Linked DNA regions of Zea mays: region 1 is linked to region 2. The links are chromatin contacts, called in public Hi-C maps. All regions are on one chromosome and are shown on one strand. The core of a region is the stretch at or near the end of the contact, and the rest is flanking DNA. Distances in the headings are between cores, read along the strand shown. Region 1 holds the start of LOC100277755. Region 2 holds the start of LOC100281645.

The links. Hi-C and Micro-C count contacts between places; a contact is called where the count stands out from the background.
Region 1: a contact with region 2 is called in a Hi-C map of ear, with 1.9 times the contacts expected there. The contact joins the promoter of LOC100277755 here to the promoter of LOC100281645 in region 2. A contact is called at or near these places in 3 of 25 Hi-C or Micro-C datasets (ear, leaf and tassel).

What each region holds. Positions count from the first base shown.
Region 1 is chr1:72,089,087-72,095,495 of Zm-B73-REFERENCE-NAM-5.0, forward strand. LOC100277755 reads left to right here and starts at 1,715. Exons shown (of 10, transcript NM_001412144.1): 1 at 1,715-1,935; 2 at 2,416-2,459; 3 at 3,127-3,253; 4 at 4,971-5,103; 5 at 5,550-5,986. The coding sequence starts at 1,902.
Region 2 is chr1:71,753,391-71,759,329 of Zm-B73-REFERENCE-NAM-5.0, forward strand. LOC100281645 reads right to left here and starts at 3,686. Exons shown (of 3, transcript NM_001348962.1): 1 at 3,345-3,686; 2 at 2,805-3,159; 3 at 1,935-2,593. The coding sequence starts at 2,493. The coding sequence ends at 2,119.

The DNA.
Region 1 (6,409 bases), core at 465-2,964, 330 kb after region 2:
GTGTGGTGATCCTTGTGGGAACTTTGTGTTCCAAGTGATTGAGAAGAAAAGCTCACTCGGTCCGAGGGACCGTTTGAGAGAGGGAAAGGGTTGAAAGAGACCCGGTCTTTGTGACCACCTCAACGGGAGTAGGTTTGCAAGAACCGAACCTCGGTAAAACAAATCCGCGTGTCACACTCTTTATTCGCTTGCGATTTGTTTTCCGCCCTCTCTCTCGGACTCGTTTCTATTTCTAACGCTAACCCGGCTTGTAGTTGTGATTAATTTTGTAAATTTCAGTTTCGCCCTATTCACCCCCCCTCTAGGCGACTTTCACCCGGCATCGCCCTCTCCGGGATCCGCATCCCCACCAGGATACAGGGCGACGAGGAGCGCAACGGCGGCAGCGGCAACGGTGACATGCCACCACCATCTGTGTCTATAACTTCTCGCCAATGATAGCAGCAGTTTAGCATGCACAACACAGATTATTACTCCAATCACCACCAACCACCATGAGCATTGAGGAGTACACCGTGTATCGGTACAATCACCGTTGTTTCTTTTACTAAGTGGCTGATGCAATTTTGTTATCCCCATCCAGGCAGTTAATTTGTTGCTTCTTCTTCCTACGACAATGGATGGCGGCAACAAGGAGGAGCAAGGTTGGGAGCTAACCATTCTTTTGTGATTTTGTCTGGTCTCTCGGTCGGTCGATCTGACGGTTTTCTAGATCTCTTGCTGCTGGTGTCACCGACTCAATGGTTTTTGCGTCAAGAACTCACTCAGATCTTCTTCTTGGTACCGGCCTGTGAGAATGCAACACATTGGCTTGGTCGACATGATGGCTCCGTCCATTTCCTGCACTTGTTCTGTTGGTGATGATTTAATATGCTTGGTCCTAGGCTCGTTCAGGAGCTAACCACGTGATTGGTTGCGCCGCCAGCCACGCCCAGGCGCACCGCGTACAGTTGACCATGCAAAATTTGTGATTGGTTGGCCGTAGAGGATGACGACAACATGCTCCCACGCGTACCACATAACCTTTTTTAGCTCTCTCGTCTGTATGCGCGGAGATACAGCTCCGCCGCGTTTCCAGCAACCCAGGCTGACGTGAGACAGACGCTCCACACTCAGGAAACCAATCACATGGTAAGCAACAGTGAAAGTAGATGTTGCTATTGTTAACCTGACAATAAAGCGGATGGGGACATGAGTCTTCCATCCTTTTGTTTTCTTTGCTGCGATTGCATCACCACAAAGTGTAGGATTTATGGGTGTTTGAATGCATTAGAACTAATAGTTAGGTGCTAAAATTAACTGAGACATCCAAACAGTCTAGTTAATAGTTCAGCTATTAGTTACTTTTAGTAAATTAGACACTAGTTAGCTAACTAATTCAATTAGCAATTTTTAGTCAACTAACTATTAGCTTTAATGCATTCAAACACTCCTTAGTACATACACACTTGAAGCCTGCAACATAGTGTTGCTGTTATGTTTGAAAAACTGTTGGAGGGTAATCCACCCCTAACAAGTTTTAGTGTACCTCCAATAATCAGCTTCTAAGGGAAAGTTTTTTTTTCATCCTTTTGAAGTTGCTCTAGAGATTAGAGACTAGAAAAGAGAGAGTTTTTCGGCCCAACCAAGTGTATTGCAATATACATTTGGGCCTTGACGTCTGGGCTCACGGCCCAATCATCATTACACTTTCCCATCGAAGTCTGATTATCGTATTCGCACGCCATCGTCATCCTAGGGCCAAGGAAACGCCACCGCTCCAGTCATATCCCCGCCGCCCGCGCCGCCGAAGGCCGAACCCTCGTCGCCTCCCCTGCCCACGCCCGCCGCCTCCAGCAGGACCACACCGCCGGATTCGACTTTTTTGTCCTCGCCCTCTCCCCCTCCTCTCGTCTCCTTTGATGGCGTCGAGGGGAGGCTCCTCCGGCTTTATCGGTGAGCCCTAGCCTTTTTCTGATTGCGTGCTAATTTGTTGAATCCTCTTTCTCGAACTAATAGCGTTCGGAACCTAACCCTACGTCCTGCGAGGGATGGATGGATACTCCTATCCATCTGTTTTGCATTGTTGGCTTGTGGACCCTGTTGATATAAGAAACCCCATTCTGATTCGGTTCTCCTGCTTGTGCATTCGCCCGACACTGTCCGGTGGCATAATTAACCTAAAGTATCATTCACTACTATTAATATATTATCACCTTATTCTGAATTTTCAGCCCGACCTGCAACTCCATGCCCTGTGTTACCCCCCGCCACTAGAGTTGGGAATGGGAATTGTTAATGCCAGGGCCTAGATATTTAATGTATGCATTGGAGCATTGGTCTTTATGGCATATATGTTTTCTTTTGTTTTATGACTATGAGCACATTCAGTTTTTTTTAATGAAGTGCTAACTATTGTTAAATGCCCCCCTGCAGAGTATTTTCATAACAGCACAAAGCGTCATGGCAGCAATAGAGAGGTATGTGTTATTTCCCTTGTTGCTATAGATGGCCAAACGGGCCGGCACGGCCCGACCCGGCACGGCCCGTCGCTGGCACGGCCCGCTAGGCCCGGCTACGAAACGTGCCGTGCCAAGATGGGCCGGCGTGCCGCTGCCGCGGCCCAGGCACGGCCCGTGAGCCTGTTAGTCGTGCCGGGCCGGCCCGGTGGCACTATGGCCCATCTGAGTATATTGTAGAATTTAGCAAAAAATGTGTAGTTGTGGGGGCTTGAACCCACAACCTAGTGCATAAGAGGCTTAAACGCATCCATCTAACCAGTGCAGCTGCAGTTTTATTGTGTTATATGTTGAATTCTTATACTTAATATATGTAAACTATTATTTATAAAATAAAAAATGTAACCGTGTCGTGCCCGTGGCAGCACTACGGGTCGAGATAGTGGCCCAGGCACGGCACTATAGCCGTGCCGTGCCAGGCACTGGCACTATACTAACCGGACCGGGTCGTGCCTGGACCGTGCTTTTTCGTGCCGTGCCTGGGCTGGCCCATCGTGTTAGTGCCAAATGGTCATCTAGTTGTTACTGCTGTTCTGTTGGACATTTGTTTTTTTATTGTCATCCGTATATGAGTTGTAACTACTGTTACCATGTCTCATCTCACCCTTAGTTTGTTCTGCCATTGCAGAACACAAGTCAGCAAGGCATGAATGCTATCAGGGTGCAAAAAGAAATGAAAAAAGAATGGGCAAGACCTGGAAGAGTTTTCAATAGAAATATTACTAGAGGAGGCTACTCTCGAAGTTCATTGCCTGGTAAACCTTCATATACAACATGCTACAAAATAAAATGGCATGTTTTAGTGTCATAAATAAGTATATTTTCTGCAGTTAGCGAAAGAGCCTCTAGCTGAGTTGGTTAGGTGGTCAGTGATCTAAATAGCACTCCTCATGTCCTGATTTCGAATCCTAGTGGGAGCGAATTTCAGGCCGAGGTTTAAAAAGTCACTCACTGGTTCTCTTGGTTGTGTGCAAACGAGATGGACTGACCTATGAGGGACGGATCCTCGTGTAGGGGTTGGGAGTGCTCAAAGCACGAGTAAAGATCCAGCCTATAGGGGGTGGGCCCTCATGCTGCACGGGGGTCTAGCTTTCGTAACCTTTCTCGGTTAGGGCTCCGATTGAGCTTCTTCTTAATATAATACCGTGGCGGCGGTCTTTCCCCTACCGGCCGAGTTTTTTTATATTTTCTGCAGTTCTTTTGGATGCATTATGTGAAAATTTTGACGTAGCTAGAAGATTGCCTTACTTTTTTTTATGTACAGTATGCACCATAGTTTGTATTTGTATTGATGTTTTCTAGGCTGTGTAAATCCAAGATCATGCTGATATTTTCTCAGACATGAATGGTACCATCTTAGGCCATTCTCGTCAATGCTCTAGCTCCCACTTCCACATCAGATCTAAGTTTGTATGTCAAATATAGTGGTTTGAGCCTTTAAAGTCAAAGTCTACAAAGTAAAAACAAGATGACTCATCCAAACAGCCGAACCCATAAGTGTAACTCCCGAGCTCTCCACAAATATTGGAGCTGGAGTTGTGCCAAACAGTGTCTTTGCACAATACCTGATAAGGCTGTAATATATTTTTAATTATAGCCATCGCTGGCCATACTAATCCTTCAGTTCATGTTTTTAATGCTGATTGTTCTGAGATTAATTTTATAGATATTTTTTATGTGATCCTGTGGCATGCATGATGACTTTTTGGTTGTAAAACAGATGCCGATAATGTGTAGCACGTTTCTACATAAAACCAGTTTTTTTGGATTTGCTCAGTTTTATTGTTGCATATGAGTCGTTTTCAATCTAGCAACCAATTTGCTTCTGATTTTAGCCTTCTAGCCACCGCTCATGTTTTCTTAAAACACATTAAACATATGGAACATTATTTACTTAGATAAAATACTGACATATGTGGATACTATGGCAAGATGGAAGCTCTTAGGCTATCTCCAGCAGATCTCATATCTCATCCCCTATTTCAAACTTCACTCTGCAAACAGTGTCATCTATAGACTATAGTTCCGCGTCATCTATTTTACACTTCCCGTTGGAGACAGTCTTAGCCTTTTGTACTTGCATGCCATTCTTGCAACATCTACTACATTTTTACAGTGGTGTTATGGCTATATATTCTGAGACAACTGTAGATGCTTCATTCTTATGTTGTATAAAAGCAACTAGCACTTAAAACATGGAAAAAGGGCAGACCCAGTGCTGGAGGCTCCCACATGAGTGGGTTTTAGGGAAGGGATAAATCGAGACGAGCCTTTCCCGCAAATGCGGAGAAGTTGTTTAGAACCCACGACCTGATGACTCAGTGAAACATTTCTCACCATTACACCAGACCTGCCCTTCATGTTTAAAACATGGAAGTACAAAAATTATTATGATTCGTCACTTGTATTTATGTGTTAATCCAGCATTTTGCAATAAGCTTCTTTTAACCTTTGAACATCGGACACTTTCAGGAGTCACACAGGAATTTCGTGTTGTCAAAGATAACAGAATTAAACTGAAAGAAGTTAGTGAGACTTTGCCAGAAGCATCTCAGAACGGCGATTCTAGCAATGAATGTGCTTTTTCAAATGTTAGAGATAAATGGTAGAGTATACCAGTTGTCCCTCCTATGGCTCTTTGTATTCTACTTTCCATCTATAAAATGGAACATTGTGACAGTGATCACAATTAGAAAACATTGTGTTATTTCAAGATAATTGCATAACACAAAACTAGGGATATTAAGTGTGGATTCTTAATCTTACGCACTTTTTTCTGTCAGTGTTATTGTAAATTTATATGCTGGTATATGGTAACACCCCCCCCCCCCCCCCCCCAAAAAAAAAAAAAACTAAACACTTATTCCTCATTTGTTCATGTTTTTAGTGGTTTTATCAACATATTTGTATTAACTGTTCGTGTTGCTTTAGTATTTGCTTAGTAGCATTATTGACTTCTCTGCTTTATGATCTGATAGCTGCTTTATTTCTTTGCTGCATCATTTTACCAGTACCACATCTGTTCATTATGTCGTTATCCTGTTTCTGAAGCTCAACCAAAAAGCTTGCTGCCCAACACCACTTGGTTACTTGCAATGTTAATGGGCATGGAGCGGCCCATGCTGACAATGGTATCAAAATTGCGGCTCAAGCCCATGACAAGGAAGTCAAGCCTTCTATTGTCCGAAAAATGGAACAATATGAAGGGACACAAGCATCATTGGTTGGATCTCATGCAGTTCTTGGAAAGGGCAACCAGAACACGGTGGACACTGCAGCATCAGGGAAAAATAATTTTGGTGGCGAACTTTGCTGTTCTTCATCAGATCCAATCCATGTGCCCTCTCCTGGTTCTAAATCAGCTGGAACTTTTGGAGCCATAAAGCGTGAAGTTGGAGTAGTTGGTGCTAGGCAAAGGCCAGCTGATAGTGCAGCAATATACACATCTACTTCTAATGGCTTAGTCAAAGTGGTATCAGCACCAAAGGGTAATAATCCTTCAAAAGAACAACAATCTGGACTCTCTAGTGTCTCCCTGAGAAATATCTGTTTTAATTTGCCTGTACCTTTTGAGCAATAAGCAATCTCATCATGTTATTAATAAAAAAGGTTAGCATTTCCACGGGAACATCATCCGTTGGCAAATCTTGATAAACAAAACAAGTAGCTTGCTCATGATGTCTATATCTGATTTTTTGTCAGTTATTTTTCCCCATAAGAGTAAGACACCATGAACGAACATGCATGTTTAGATTATGCTTCTATGCAAAAGATCACTAGTAATTTATTTTATAAGGCATTCACCATTCATTATACCCATATTTTATCTTTGCTTTTGTGCCATTATCCTAAGTTATTTGGAAGCTAGATGCTATCAGTGTAACACTGAAAGGGATAACATTGTAGATTTA
Region 2 (5,939 bases), core at 2,436-4,935:
GCCCGTTAGCTTGTCGATCCATTTAATTAAATCAGCGTAAAATATTAAAAAACGGCACAGGAGGTGGGATTCGAACCCATGCCCTGATGGAAGAAGGGCGGGAGACATTGGGTGAAACTGTCTAACCAATAGAACATCACGGTAAGATATTTTTAATATTGAATATAAATTGTATATAGGTATATACGTTTTTTTGTAAAATAAAAAAATAATCGTGTCGGGCCGGGCCAGCACTACGGGCCGAGGCTACAGCCCAAGCACGGCACGACGTTCTTTGCTCTTACAAGCATTAGGTCGTTTCTGAGATAACATTGGCGTAATGGACTACATGGTGTTTGAGGTTGCTGAATTGGATTGAGCAGCAATGATTTGTCACACTAACAGCAAAATAAAAGGTTATTTGTTGGTTTTAAACGTTAGTAATTGCTACGAAGTAGCGTAATTTATATGGAGCGCATCCATTTTTTATTGATGTCTGACTTTCGCAATCACTTCATATTTTGATCTATCTTTTTTAAAAGTTTGGCTTCATGGGACTTATTTTATAAACTTGATCTCACAAACTTTCTCTTATTTGGTCTCTATATGATAGAATTATGTCATTTTATAATCTCAGTTCATTCAGTCAATCGTTGTGAACTCTTTTCTAATCGCTCACTTCATTGGCTGTGTTGTAACAAGACATATTTGCATGGAGTAATAAATAACATCAGTTAGCCAAATCAAAAAATATATTATAGAGAGCGGAGACAATCAATAAAAAATCTTGAATTTTTTTTGATAGATAGTTTATGTAGGTATTGTTGTAAGCCGTCGCAACGCACGGACAACCAACTAGTTAGCTTATAAGGAATGGGGTGATGATAGATCAACATATTCTATTACACAAACCAAATAAAAAAGCGAGAAGAAAATGAATCACTTTATTACTCAAACCAAACACACACACATATATATATATATATATATATATATATATATATATATATATATATATATATATATATATATATATATATATATATATATATATATATATATATATATATATATATATATATATATATATATATATAGTCAACCAAACCCGCCTAGTCCCACAACCGAACACGCACCTAGGAATTCTGGCAATTCCAAAGTTGTACTAGTACTTGATGCCTGTGCATAAAAGAGTCTTTTCGCAAGAGAATCTTGCGGAAAACCCCACGCCGACAAACGTGCTCTCGTGGCAAAAGCGCTTTAACAGATTCTCGCAGCTGCATTTTTTCCCCCGTTCATTTCAAACAGCTGGTGCAGTCATCATCATCATCCAATGCCGGATGGAACGGCCAGCGTTTAACAGATTCTCGCAGAAAGTGCCGCCGCCGCCGCCGCTGCGAGAGAGTCGTCGGGACCGCTGGAAAGAAGCGACGGTGGCGTCGCAGGCAGGGGGGAATGCACCCTTCTCCGCAAGTGAAGCGAGCATGACGAAAGAAAAGGAAAGCAGGAGGACAGCATGAGCTCGCCAAAAGATCATGACTTTGCTCTTGGATTTCGGATTTCTCTTCTCTGACAGTGTAAAGCACAGATGAAATCAGTGGGGGGGGGGGGGGGGGGGGGGGGGTTCACCTGTTTGCGTCTGACATCTCATGAGTTCCCTTGGATTTTTCTGGGGGGCCATCATGGTCAGCCATGGCATCGCTTCCTGAATTAGGTTATCGAAAGGACCTAAGCTTTGTTGTGTTCCCTGGTGAATGATGCAGAGTAAAAAAGAAAGTGGTCTGCCATCGACAAATCAGTTAGCACAGCAAACTTCAGTGTAGTATATGTTTCTCTGGGAATTCAGACAAGTTCACCCTGTATGTTGCGTGCATCGTCCATGAATTGCATTGCATCGAAAATACAGACTAATCGCATACTAAGTAGTAGTAGCTCTTAGCAACAAGAATATGGTAACAGTCGTAATGGAGACATATAAATAGATAGATAGATATATAGCGTATGTCGATAGATACAAGAAGAGCTCAAGTCAGAAGACAAAAGGGAGGTGGTTTCGCTGCGGCTGGTGGTACGTGGCTAGCTACTGTACTTAGTACTGCTACTCCTTTTCTCTGCGAAGAAGAAATGCCTGGCAACAAATCAGTCGAGGCCGGACCTGATCCTCTTGTGGCCGGCGCCCGCCTGGTGGCGGACGGTGCCCACGGACCCGCCCTCGGACGCGGCGCGGCCGCCGCCGCCGTCGGCCGCGGCGAAGAGCGAGGAGAGGTCGGCGTAGAGGTCGACGACGCGGCGGATGTTGTTGTTGAGCTCCCTGATGAGGCCCACGTTGCGGGAGAGGTCGCCGGGCACCTTGGACTCGTGGTTGTGGTTGATCTCGTTGATCAGGAGGCGGTTCTGGTCCAGCAGCGTCTGCACCTGCACGAAGCTGGTCTGGAACGCGTGCAGCACCTTGGTGTCCACGCCGGGGGCCCCGGCACCGCCGAACCCGGACAGCGTCGTCTCGCCGCCCTCCATCCCTTATCGATCTCCTCCTCTCTCCTGTTGCTGTTGGTGGTCGTCGTCGTCGTGCGCGCGGTCAATTCTGCACTCCTGTGGGCTTGTGCGCGCGCAGAGTCTGCAATGGAGAGGAGCGGGAATCGGTGAGCACGCAACTCGCAGGAGATGGGGAGGCTGCCTGGGATAAGGAAGGAGGAGGATTTGGTTCACAGAGTGCGCGAATTAAAAAAAAATGAGTAGTACTTTTTAAAAGCGCCAAGGGCGGAGACAAGTTTCACTATTCGGACATGAGGGGGGTACTATGCTACAAGATCAGACGTAGTACTTGCCGAATCTTTCCAGCTTGGGCCCTAAAAATCGGCACAGATCTCGGAATTAACTGCCGCGATTTCCTTCCCCCCTTGCTGCCTGTACTCGAAGGGAAGGCGGACACCTTGATCATCGATCCATGACGACGAACGAGATAAAAAAAAAGGAATCCGGGTAAACGAAAAGGTGGTTGAGGGGAACGAAACGGTTGAGATCCGGAGCTGCGCGCAGAGTTCCCGAGAGCACGTGGAGACGACCTCGGGAGCGAGGCGAAGAGGGCGGCGGAGACCCGGGAATCGGGTCCGCCCGCCGGGGGCGACGGAGCACGGACCGTGGAGCCGGGTCGAGGCGAAATCGCAGCGAACCTGTCAGTGACTGCAGGGCAGGGCAGGGGTGGAGGAATTCAGGCGCGGGCGGATCGGACGCAGCATCCCCTGCCCGAACACGGTGTTGAGCAAGAGGAACGAACGGGTGAATCGAGCTCCGGTCAGCTCAGCACCAGGACGATTCCCGACGAGAGAAGAGAGGAGGAGGGGGCGGGTGGTGGTGGTGGTGGTTACCTCGTCGTAGTAGTAGTAGTACGCCGCCGCCGCCGTAGCAGCAGCACCTCCGGCGAGGTGAGCACTGAGCAGGGTCCTTGCTTGCTATCTATGCTTCAGATGCGCAGGTCAGAGGAGGAGAGGGAAGCCGCGAGAGAGCGAGCGAGGAGGGGATGGGTGGAGGAGGTGGATGACGATGGGGAGGGAGCAGGGGAGGGGGGAGGAGGAGATCAGGAGATCCTCAGACACACGAAACAGGCACAGGCAGGCTGGACTGTTTTTTTTTTTAATTATTGCCGAGAATGTTCGGCCGGTTTCTCTAGAGGAGAAGAGAGGAGGCAGCGGCGAGAGACGGCGAGATTTGAGACACGTCTTGCCTCTGCTCTCGCAGCCGTCTCGTCTCTCGTCTGTGTGCGGCGCCCGCTGGCTGGATTCGGTGTACTACGCGGCTGTCTGCTGATATTTCTCTGCCCGTGCATTGACCGGCAAGAGTTTCGAATATTTTAGCTAAAAATATTTATTTATTTATTTATTTATTTAGCCTATTGCCTGTGCCCTCTCTCTCTGGCATTGTAGCAACTCTCAATTTAATCTGTCAAAGCCTCTTCAAAGGTACTCCCTCCAGTGCAGTAAAGGTAGTCGTTTAGGACATGATTGTGCATACCAAGGAGTGATTAATTATCATAGAGTTTTCCCTGTTTGCCCATATTAAATAGGAATATGGGTGCATTAACATCACTAAAATAATCAGGCTTGATTGGTTGCTGCAGCAGCTCCAAGGCATTCTAGACTGAAGGTCTTAAATGCATCTTTTTTTGTGCAATTACTAGGGGCAACAACGTCCAAATCCCAGACCCACGCGCGCTATGACTTCTTTTTGTGCACGCTCGGTCACGCGCAGGATGACTTCTTTTACTACACCGGAGGGAGTACTACTCAAGTCAAATTGATGAATACCGGAGTGCAGAGCAGCAGTACGAGTACAGTACAGTGGACGGAATGGCTAGAAACTTTTCGACCCAAGGAGTGTGGAATTCAGGTCAAATTTCTTGGAATTGCCAGACAATTAATGGCATGTGCCGTCAACAGTACCTACCTTAAAGTCATCTTCCTTCTCTGCACACGCATTCGAAGTTTCAAACCTTTGTAGTGAACATTTTTTATATACTACTCGTGCAGCAGTGTGACATCTCTTGCTCGTAACCTAACATACGTCTTAGTCAGCGTCTGTTTTATCGATCCGATGCTATATAATCACATTTACTTATGTATTTATTAGTGGAATAAATTTATAGACACTCTATTATATAATAGAGTCTTTTATTATCTCTTGTGCTTGAAAAACTGTTTTGATGTCTCTCCACTATACATGCTCTTACGTCAAACAAATTTGGTACCATAGTATTAATATCTAAAGTTACTTTCAACTCTTTAGACTTTATAGTCATCTAGAGATTACAATTATATACTACTCTCTTCGTTCTAAACTATAATCCTTTTGCATTTTTGTGTCAAGTTTGACTGATTCGTCTAATTCAATTTATAGAAGAAAAAAAATAAAAAAGTCAAAATCATACATATATATGATAAACAATATTACACTAAAAATTATTGTTATTATGAAAAATTTTAAATAAGACGAGCTAATTAAGCTTAGACTAAAAAGACAAACGAACTACAAATTAGATCTGGTAAAGTACTTTTACGCGAGTTTTTGCATGAGTAATGCACGCATGCACGACGCAACGGCCAAAAAAAACAAAAAGAAAGCATGCTAGGATGCATGAAGAGCGGTGTATTCCGCTTCTAGAACTTTGTAGAGGCCTAAATATTGTACCGCTATGTCTTGACAGCCTGTTAATCCGAGGTTATTTGCAGGTATAAATACTCATTTTAAAATAAATCCCTCGAATGACAGGTATTTTAAGTCTAAACGGTCTTAAATAAAAAATATCAACTAATTCCTCTACTTTTATATTTCAAATTATAAGATGTTTTAATTTTAAAAATACAAAACTGTTGCTATACATTTAGATATATGTTATGTTTATATACATAGCAAAGATACGTAATAAAATTAATATATCCGAAAAAGGTATTTTTTTTATAATTTTTAAACAGAAAAGGCAAGAAATTATGGATCATGTTGAGAGCTGCAACTTCGGTTTACACTGTATGAACATTAGAGGTCGTTTGGAAAAAAAAAGTTTCGAAATCAAAGACATTTAAAGTGAATATTTGTGTCCCTAAACGACCCCAGTTAAAAATATTATTAACTATAAAGTTATAGAATTCACTGAAAACTACAACTCTGGTATATATCAATATCCAATGTTATTTTTTTTAAAAAAATGAATTCTAAAATCTAGCGATTTAAAAAATATTTAGAATATATTAAATAAAAAGATAGCAATAGAAATACAATTTAAGTATAAAGTTTATATCAATACGACTTACATGGTGAAGTTATGTTTTTTATATATAAGAGAAGGGGAGATAACAAATGATAGGGAGACTAGGGTCATCAAAGTCATCCAAGAAATCACTTTGAAACGGTCAAAAGTTTTTTCTAGAAAAGTTAAGGCATACTTGTTGTCCAATCTTGATTTTTGAGGG